Linked DNA regions of Sus scrofa: all the other regions are linked to region 1. A link is a contact called in public Hi-C and promoter capture Hi-C data. All regions are on one chromosome and are shown on one strand. Each heading gives the region's core, a stretch centred on a gene start, on an enhancer-like site or on the middle of the called end of the contact. The rest is flanking DNA. Distances are from core to core; before and after follow the strand shown. Region 1 holds the start of TMEM129 (E3 ubiquitin-protein ligase TM129). Region 2 holds the start of C8H4orf48 (neuropeptide-like protein C4orf48 homolog). Region 3 holds the start of NELFA (negative elongation factor A).

Region 1 (2,735 bases), core at 163-2,662:
TAAGTTCCAGTGGTGAAAACAGGAAGTCGCAATTTTCTGTACTTCTGTCACCAGTGACATTTTCATCACTGAAGACGTGCAGACTCATTCTGGGAAAGCAGAGAGTTGTGAGTCAAGAGGAGGGCGGGGACACCCTGTTGTCTAGACGCACATATGTGAAGACAAGCGAGCTGACCCCACGGTGCCGCAGGGTGGACGTCCCCTTCCTGCACGGGCGTGTGTGTGTGTGTGTGAGACACCGCAGGCAGCATGTCCTCTGCCAGAGCGTGTCCTTATCCCGTTCTGGGGGGAGCTGCCCCTCCCGGGAGAAAGAGCTAGGAGGGCTCTCAGCCCACAGGGCAAGAAGGAAGAACAGGTCCTCGAAATAACTGGAACTTTGTGGGTAAAAGTTGGGAGACAGATAAGGGCTGATCTGTGACAAAACTGGCAGAGGCCTTGGCACTGGGGCTGGAGCAGGCAGCCGAGATGGAGGAGGGCAGAAAAGCAGAAGGGCAGGGCAGCTGGCTCTCTGCCCACCGACGGGGGCGCCAGGAGGGCCAAGGCTCAGAGGAGGAGCAGGGATGGTAACAAGCGGCACGTGCAGGATCACCTGTGGGGAGTTGAGGTGCTTCTACACCAGGGTCTGGAGACTAGAAACACACCAGGGGCCTCCGGTCGGGTCCACGAGGTTCTAGAATAGTCCTACTCCTCCTTCCCAAATTCATCATGGTCACCTACCCGGCATTCCCAACTTAGGAGTCACCAGAAAACTGGGCAGCACAGGTACCTGCTGGGGGTGGGGGCCCCGGGGACCTCAGCTGCAAGAGCAAAACGGCTGGGGCCTAAGGAACACGGGTGCCCTGGAACGAGGTGAGGTCAGGGGGATGAGCCGCCTGGAGGGTGTGGGGTTGGGTGCTGCGTGTGGAGCAGGGAGCGGGAGGAGGGAAGCAGGGAGCCAGAGGCTCTTGTCTGTGGCCAGGGGGGAGCGGTCAGCCCTGGCTTGGCCAGCAGGCCCACACGCGGCGTGGGGAGGTGGGAAAGGGAAGCCTAAGTCAAGGGGGACTACTGGGTTTGGCCTGGGGGACGGGGTGAAACGGGGAGGGGCCGGAGGGCCCTGGGCCACAGGAGGGAGACTTAGAGCACCCTTTCTGTGGGATCCCTTCACCTGGGGAAGGTGGGGGTGCGACAATGGCAGCCTCTACGGGTTTGGCTCCTACTAATGACGGGGGGCCAGGGAGGCGGCTCCTGAGCAGAAGGGGCGAGGCCAGCGCGGAGGAGGACTGGCGTCGAGGGCCTGCCGGCAGGCTCTTGAGAATCAGCGCTGGAGCCCAGGTTTCTGCTGCAGGTGCCGCGGGGTCGGTGATGACTCACAGGTGGGGCTGCGCCGGGAGGAGGGGCCGGGCAGCAAGGCGGAGGCTGGTCAGGGGCGGAGTGCCAGTGCGGGTCACCGCCACAGGGGGCCGGGGGCTGGGCGAGGTCACCGGGGAGAGGGAAGACCGGTGCGACCGGCCGGAGGGTCCTCGTGGAGGGCGATATAGGGGCCACTAGGCGTCCTCGGGAGGCAGGGCCGAGAGCCCACCGGCTCCGCTGCCAGCTGCGGCCGGGCCGGCTGGATGAGTGCGGGCGAGATGGGACCCCGGGGAAGGGGGCGCCCCGAGGTGGGGGGGGCGAGGAGAGCCGACTGTGGGCACCGCGGCGCCGCGGGAGGAGTCAGAGATCCGTGTCCAGGCCGCCACTGCGACAGGCTAAGGCCCGAGGACAGGCCAGAAGAGGCAGGAACGGAGCCCCGAGCCCGGACCCGGTCGCCGTCTTACCTGCCGGCCGCTGCGCGGAACCGAAGGAGCGGGAGGCGCCGTGTCCGGGAGCCCGGCTGCCCGCCGCCGATTCAAATATCGACGGTTGGCGCGTACGGCCAATCAGCGCGTGGCCGGGGCGGGACACAGGGCGTCGAAGGCCAATGGGAGGCTGCGCCCAAGAGGCGGCTTCCGCTTCCGGGCGAGGCGGCACGCTAGGCAGGGCGGCCCCTGGAATTCTCGGTAGCCCAGGCTCGTCCAGCAGACGAAGGTGAAACGCGGCTCGAGAGCGGGCGGTGAGTGCGGGGCCCGCCGTCGCCCAGGAATCTCGGGCTCTGCGCAGACGCGCCTGGGCTGCGCGGAAAGGCCCAGGGCCTGAGAGCTGCTCGCCCGAGTCTGTATTCCCAGCTGTGGAATGGAGCCAAGTTCAGCGCCGCCCTCAGGGCGGGTCGTGGGGAGGCTCCAAACCCTCGCGAGGACTGCCGCGGCGGCTCAGGACGTCTGGCCGCGAGCGGGGTCCTGGAACTTCATTTCCCAGAGCGCCCCGCGAGCGGCCTGAGGGTGGGGACTACACGTCCCAGGGCGCCCCGCGCGGCCCCGGCGCCTACCGGACGCGGACGCTGAGGCCTGTTTTGCGCCCCGGGGCGGGGGGCCTCGCCCGGACGGCTTCCCGGCGGCTACGGCGGCGCGATGGACAGCCCCGAGGTCACCTTCACGCTGGCCTACCTGGTGTTCGCCGTATGCTTCGTGTTCACCCCCACCGAGTTCCACTCGGCCGGGCTCACGGTGCAGAACCTGCTGTCGGGCTGGCTGGGCAGCGAGGACGCCGCCTTCGTGCCCTACCACCTGCGCCGCACGGCCGCCACGCTGCTGTGCCACTCGCTGCTGCCGCTCGGTGAGCTCGCGGGGCGCGCGGCGGAGCTGGGGGCGGGGGGGGGGCGCTGGAGGCCCATCTCCCGGACC
Region 2 (2,735 bases), core at 71-2,570, 230 kb before region 1:
CCCGGAGAACCCCCACCCCGCCCTTACCGCGGTTCGGGGACCCCGCGACAGCAGAGCGGGCGACTCGGGAAGACGCGCTGCGTCCGGCGCGCACGCGCATGCGCCCGGACCCCGCCCGCCGTCGTCATGGAAACCCGGGGACTGCGCGAACCGCTAGTTTAAAGGGACCCAGGCGGCTCCCTGTCCCGGTTCCTCGGCCCCGGCCCGGGTCTGCGCCTGAAGCACCGTCAAGCCCGCAGGCGATGGAGTCGGGAGGGCCGCCCATAGGAGGCGGCGCGTGGACAGCACCTCCAGAGCCGCCGGCGGCGGGAGCAAAGCCGAGGAAGCGGGAAATCTGCCGCTGGAGCTTGGCGATCCTTAGCCTTGGGGTGTCCCTGAGCTGATCCCAGGGAGTGGCTCGATGCATGCCGGGGACTGAGGGCCAGTGAATGCAAAGGCGGGGCCTCTGCTCCTAGGCCGGTGGAGTCCAGTCGGGAGGGACTGGGGCCGGGAGAGGCTGCGGCCAGGAGCGCCCCAGGCAGGTGGGCCCGTGGGGTTCCCCTTTCTCCGCTCCTCACTCTGGCGAGAGGGGCAGGGGAGAAGCCCGGCGGCCTTGCAGGTCCCTCTCGTCTCTCTGTGCCCTAACACCTATTTGCCGCATAGCCCACCCTGCTGCACGACCCCGGAGGGGTCGCTTGGCCTCTCTGTGTCCTTTTCTCCTCCGCGGATGCACAAGGGTGTTGGAGGCAAAGAGCCAAGTGAGGTCCCCACGGGCACCCCGATGCACGCGGGCGTCAGGTTTGCCAGCCTCACGCGTGCGGGGCAGACTCGGTCCCGCTGAGAGGGATGGGCTCCACTTGGCGTCTACTTGGCCTCAACAAGGCCCAGCCTGTTGCGGAGGCTGCGACCTTCCGGGAACGCGCCTAGGCCCGCGCCCACGCCAGAGTTCCAGAGCGCCGGGCAGCGCCCGGCCCCTTGCTGGTGTGCAGCGTCGAGCCTAGACGTCCTCTGTCCCACACCTGGGCCTTGAGTCAGTTGTCGCCCCCTCGCGGGTTTGCTGCCTGAGGGGGTGGTGCCCTGTGACCGCCTCTCTCTCCTCCCCGTGGGGCTCAGGGGCAGGCTCGCGCTGCAGCCCGGGCCTGGATCCCGCGGCGTCCGGAAACGCGCGGGGTCTGGGGGACTGCGGCGCGATCCCGGACGTGCGCATTTCCTGGCTCTGCATCCGCAGCCCTGCGCCGGGGTCTCGCGGTCGCAGCCACCGAGTGGGGCGGGGCGGCCGGCCCTGCGCAGCCGCCCCGCGGGGTCACTCGCTTGGGACGTGCGCCCGAAGGACGCCGTCCAGCACAGGCTTTTTTTTTTCTTTCTTTCTTTTTTTCCTTTCCTTTTTTTTTTTTTTTTTTTTTGGTCGTCTTTTGGGGGCCGCGCCAGCGGCATGTGGAAGTTCCCAGGCTAGGCGTCAGATCGGAGCTGTAGACGCCCTCCGTCACAGGCACAGCAATGCTGGATCAGAGCCTCCTCTGTGACCTACACCACAGCTCGTGGTAACTGGATCATTCACCCGCTGAGCGAGGCCAGGGGTGCCCAGGACGGAACGCTCAGGCTCCCCCCCCCCACGCGTCAGTCCAGGCTGCCTCCAGCTGGGGGCGGCTCCCGCCGCGCCCTCCCCTCACGCTCTCAGGGCAGAGCTCGGGCGGCTGGGCTGGGAGGCGGAAGGCCCAGCGACCGGCCCCGGAGCCCTCCCGCGCCCTATCCGTCGGAGCCTTCCTTCGCCCGCCTCCCTGGCGCTCCGGGATCCTCTCCGCCTCACTGCATCCCACGGTCCTCCTGACCACCGCCGCCCGCGCACCCTCGAGCCCCTGGCCGCATCCTCGGCGCGACCAAGCCCGGTTCCCAAGGGGGCTGCACCACCGTCTGGGGCTGCAGGGTGGACCCTCAGCGCTGCCCGGGGCCCGAGGGCCGGGCCTCTCCTCCTTTTCCGCCCCCCTCCCGCGCCAGCGCCAGTCCCCTCCCCCCAGCCTACCTCCTCCTCCCTCTGGCTGCCCAGGGCACGGATTTCCCTTCTCCACAGGCCCTTTTCCTCAGCAAACGGGCTGCGACTTCTTTCTTGTCCAAATAAAACCCACGGGTGAGCCCCTTGCCCCCGTCATGGCCTCTCCTCCCTGTCCAGCTGCTCCATTTTTCTCTCCTAAGCCCTCACCTGTCCGGCTCACCTCCCACCCTGCCGTGACACACCTAGCGACCCAAGGACCGGACCCCGCCCTTCCTCCCCCGCAGGCGCAGCTAGCCCGTCCTTCACTCACACCCTCCCCAGGGCCATGTCCTTTGTGACTTTGTCCAGTCACAGCTGTGAAAACCAGCCGCGGAGCTCCAGGTGCCCATGTGCCCACGCCCAGCTGCCCCGCCCCGGCCGTCTCCGCTGGGAGAGAGCGCGCAGCTGGAGGTCAGCCCGATCTCACCCTCCGCCGAGCGCCCTCCTCCCCCCAAGACGAAAGTCAGCAACTGCCCCCGGCCCCTCCCCACCTCCCTCTGTCCCGGCAGACACGCCCACCAAACCCACCGCGGCCTTTTGGAAACACTGTGTGCCCACCCTCAGAGCCACCAAGCCCGGGTCCACACGCCCCCCCCCCCCCCCCGCCTGGGCTCTTGATTCTGTCACCGTCACCCTGTTGCCCACACCCTTGTGGTCCAGTCTCCTTACAACAGCCGGAGGGACCATGCCTACCTTCTTTTTTAAATTACAGTAAAATATACATCAC
Region 3 (2,735 bases), core at 129-2,628, 210 kb before region 1:
GTGGTTGCACCAATTTACGTTCCCACCAGCAGTGTCTTCTCTCCACACCCTTTCCAGCACTTATCGTTTGTAGACTTTTTTTTTTTTTTTTTTTTTTTTTGTCTTTTGGTCTTTTGTTGTTGTTGTTGTTGCTATTTCTTGCCGCTCCCGCGGCATATGGAGGTTCCCAGGCTAGGGGTTGAATCGGAGCTGTAGCCACCGGCCTACGCCAGAGCCACAGCAACGCAGGATCCGAGCCGCGTCTGCAACCTACACCACAGCTCACGGCAACGCCGGATCGTTAACCCACTGAGCAAGGGCAGGGACCGAACCTGCAACCTCATGGTTCCTAGTCGGATTCGTTAACCACTGCGCCACGACGGGAACTCCTTTGCAGACTTTGTGATGATAGCCATTCTGGCTGGTGTAAGGTGGTGCCTCATCGTGGTTTTGATGTGCATTTCTCTAATCATGAGTGATGCTGAACATCTTTTCATGTGTTTTTGGCCCTTGTGTGTCTTTGGGAAAATGTGTTTAGATCCGCTGCCCACTTTTTGATTGAGTTGTTGGTTGGATACTGAGCTGCAGGAGATGCTTGTATGTTTTGCAGAGTAATCCCCTGTCCGTTGCTTAAGCTGCGAATATTTTCTCCCATTCTGTGCGCTTTTTGTTTACGGTTTCCTTTGCTGGGCGAAACGTTTAACTAGGTCCCATTTGTTTACTTTTGTCTACGTTCATTACTCCCTAGGATTAATTTTTGATGATGAAAACAAGTTTCGTTTAACCAACACAGAACTGTCCCGGAATCACCGACACTGAAGTCCAAGACCTTTACGACACGTAGGTTTCCTAGAAGTAAGCGCGCACCCGTCAGCGTCTGCCACTTCCTCGCGTCGCGGGCCCCGCAAGGCCTCGCTCTGCACCCCCGGCGCCCGGGCCAGCGCGCGGCACGGGGTGGGGGTCTGCCGGGGGACCGCGAGAGCTGCCTCCCGCTGGCTCTTCGCGCAGGATCCCCTAGGCGGCCTCCTGACCGCGACCTCGGCGCTCCTAGTGGCGCAGGCCCCCGCCTCTGGGGCCCCGCGGAGGACAAGCCGACCGGGGCCTGCCTCCTGACCGCCGCGGGACCCAGGCCACGGCTTCCCCCGGCCTGCGCGGCCACCACGCGCAAGCGCCGGTCCGGAGCGGCGGAGGCGGGTGCCCTGGCCAACCGGCGCGGACCGGCGCCTTCGAGCGCCAGCCCTGGGGGTCGCCCGCCCCGTGACGTCATCTTCCGAGGCCGTCCAGAGCCGGCCGCGGGCGCCGCCATGTTGCGTTACGGCGGCCGGTGCGCCCCCCCCCCCCGGCGCCGCCACGAAGCGTCTCGCCGAGGCCCCGCCCCGCCGTCACGTCACGCGGCTCGCCGGGCGGGCGCCGCCATGTTGGGGGTCCTCGTAGCGAGCGCGTAGGTGTCCTCATAAGATGCCGGCTCGGCGGCGCCCGGCTTTTTTCCCCCCAAGATGGCGTCCATGCGGGAGAGCGACACGGGCCTGTGGCTGCACAACAAGCTGGGGGCCACGGACGAGCTGTGGGCGCCGCCCAGCATCGCGTCCCTGCTCACGGCCGCGGTCATCGACAACATCCGCCTCTGCTTCCACGGCCTCTCGTCGGCCGTGAAGCTCAAGCTGCTGCTTGGGACGCTGCACCTCCCGCGCCGCACGGTGGACGAGGTGAGGCGGGCGGCGGGGCACCCTCCGGGCCCCTGGGACCCCGGCCGCCCCGGGCCCAGCGAGCGCGGCGGGCCGGGCCGGGCCGGGCCGGGCGCGCGGGGCGGGCCGGGCGCGCGGGCCGGGGCTCGGCCGCCGCTTCCCCTCGGGGCCCCGCCGGCCGCCGCTGCCCGCCGCGCGCTCGTGCCGCCGAGGGCGCGGGTCTGGCGCCCTTGCCGTCCGGCCCTTTCCCGTCTCGGCGAATTCATCGCGTTTGCGCGGAGGGTCGAGGCTGCCGTCGCCCCCCGAGCGGCCAACGCGCCCTTCGCCGCAGCCTCGGGCCGTTCCCGGCGGGGCGTCGGTGGCGGAGCGCTTCCCGGGTCGGACCCGCGAGCGGGGCGTCGAGCGCGGCGTGTCCTGCGTGGGCGGGTGGGCGCGCCCGTTCCTTTGGCGGCGGGGCCGCCCCCGTCGGTTCTCCGAGGACCGTGTGGTCGGGCGTCGCTTCCTGGGGTTCTTCCTTCTTCGGGGTTCTTGTGACTTGTTTGTCCCTTTTTCGTTCGTTTTTGTTTACGCCCGAGGGCATGCGTTCCACTGCTTTGGCGGAGTTTTACGATATTTATTTTGTTTTGTCTTTGAGGGCCGCACCCGCAGCAGGTGGAGGTTCCCAGGCCAGGGGTCTAATCGGAGCTCAGCCTCCGGCCTGCACCGCGGCCGCTGCAACGCGACCCCCCACGGCTCCGGCACCACCGGACCCTAACCCGCCGAGCGAGGCCGGACTGACCCGCAGCCTCACGGCCCTCGTCGCATTCGTTAACCGCTGAGCCATGATGGGGACTCCCTTGTGAAAAAACAGATTTTGGGGGGCTTCTCTGTGGCTCGAAGGACGGAGGATCCTCTGTCACTTCGGCGGCTCGGGTCCCTGCTGAGGCGAGGGTTAAACCCCTGGCCCCTCAACGTCCGCACTCCAGGGGGTGCGGCCAAAATAAGTACAAGTTAACACATACGTTTTGAAGAGCAGTCTTTTTTTCTTTTTTTAGGGCTGCACCTGCGGCACATGGAGGCTCCCAGGCCAGG

What was found. Promoter capture Hi-C pulls out the DNA fragments that hold promoters and counts their contacts. A called contact is a pair of places that touch in the nucleus more often than the background predicts.
Region 2: a contact with region 1 is called in a Hi-C map of omental adipose tissue, with 2.0 times the contacts expected there. The contact joins the promoter of C8H4orf48 here to the promoter of TMEM129 in region 1. A contact is called at or near these places in 1 of 5 promoter capture datasets (fetal skeletal muscle), 9 of 47 Hi-C or Micro-C datasets (blood, brain, embryonic fibroblasts and 4 more) and 1 of 2 datasets of contacts at active chromatin or transcription factors (alveolar macrophages).
Region 3: a contact with region 1 is called in a promoter capture Hi-C map of fetal liver, with 6 times the contacts expected there. The contact joins the promoter of NELFA here to the promoter of TMEM129 in region 1. A contact is called at or near these places in 4 of 5 promoter capture datasets (fetal liver, fetal skeletal muscle and liver), 8 of 47 Hi-C or Micro-C datasets (blood, brain, embryonic fibroblasts and 3 more) and 2 of 2 datasets of contacts at active chromatin or transcription factors (alveolar macrophages and skeletal muscle).

What each region holds. Positions count from the first base shown.
Region 1 is chr8:824,910-827,644 of Sscrofa11.1, reverse strand. TMEM129 (E3 ubiquitin-protein ligase TM129) reads left to right here and starts at 1,412. Exons shown (of 4, transcript XM_003128802.4): 1 at 1,412-2,667. The coding sequence starts at 2,463. It overlaps TACC3 (transforming acidic coiled-coil-containing protein 3), which reads right to left and starts at 2,212. Exons shown (of 16, transcript XM_003128804.5): 1 at 1,794-2,212; 2 at 1-89. The coding sequence starts at 88.
Region 2 is chr8:1,053,700-1,056,434 of Sscrofa11.1, reverse strand. C8H4orf48 (neuropeptide-like protein C4orf48 homolog) reads right to left here and starts at 1,320. Exons shown (of 4, transcript XM_003128813.5): 1 at 28-1,320. The coding sequence starts at 100.
Region 3 is chr8:1,037,734-1,040,468 of Sscrofa11.1, reverse strand. It overlaps NELFA (negative elongation factor A), which reads left to right and starts at 1,378. Exons shown (of 12, transcript XM_003128808.5): 1 at 1,378-1,685. The coding sequence starts at 1,476.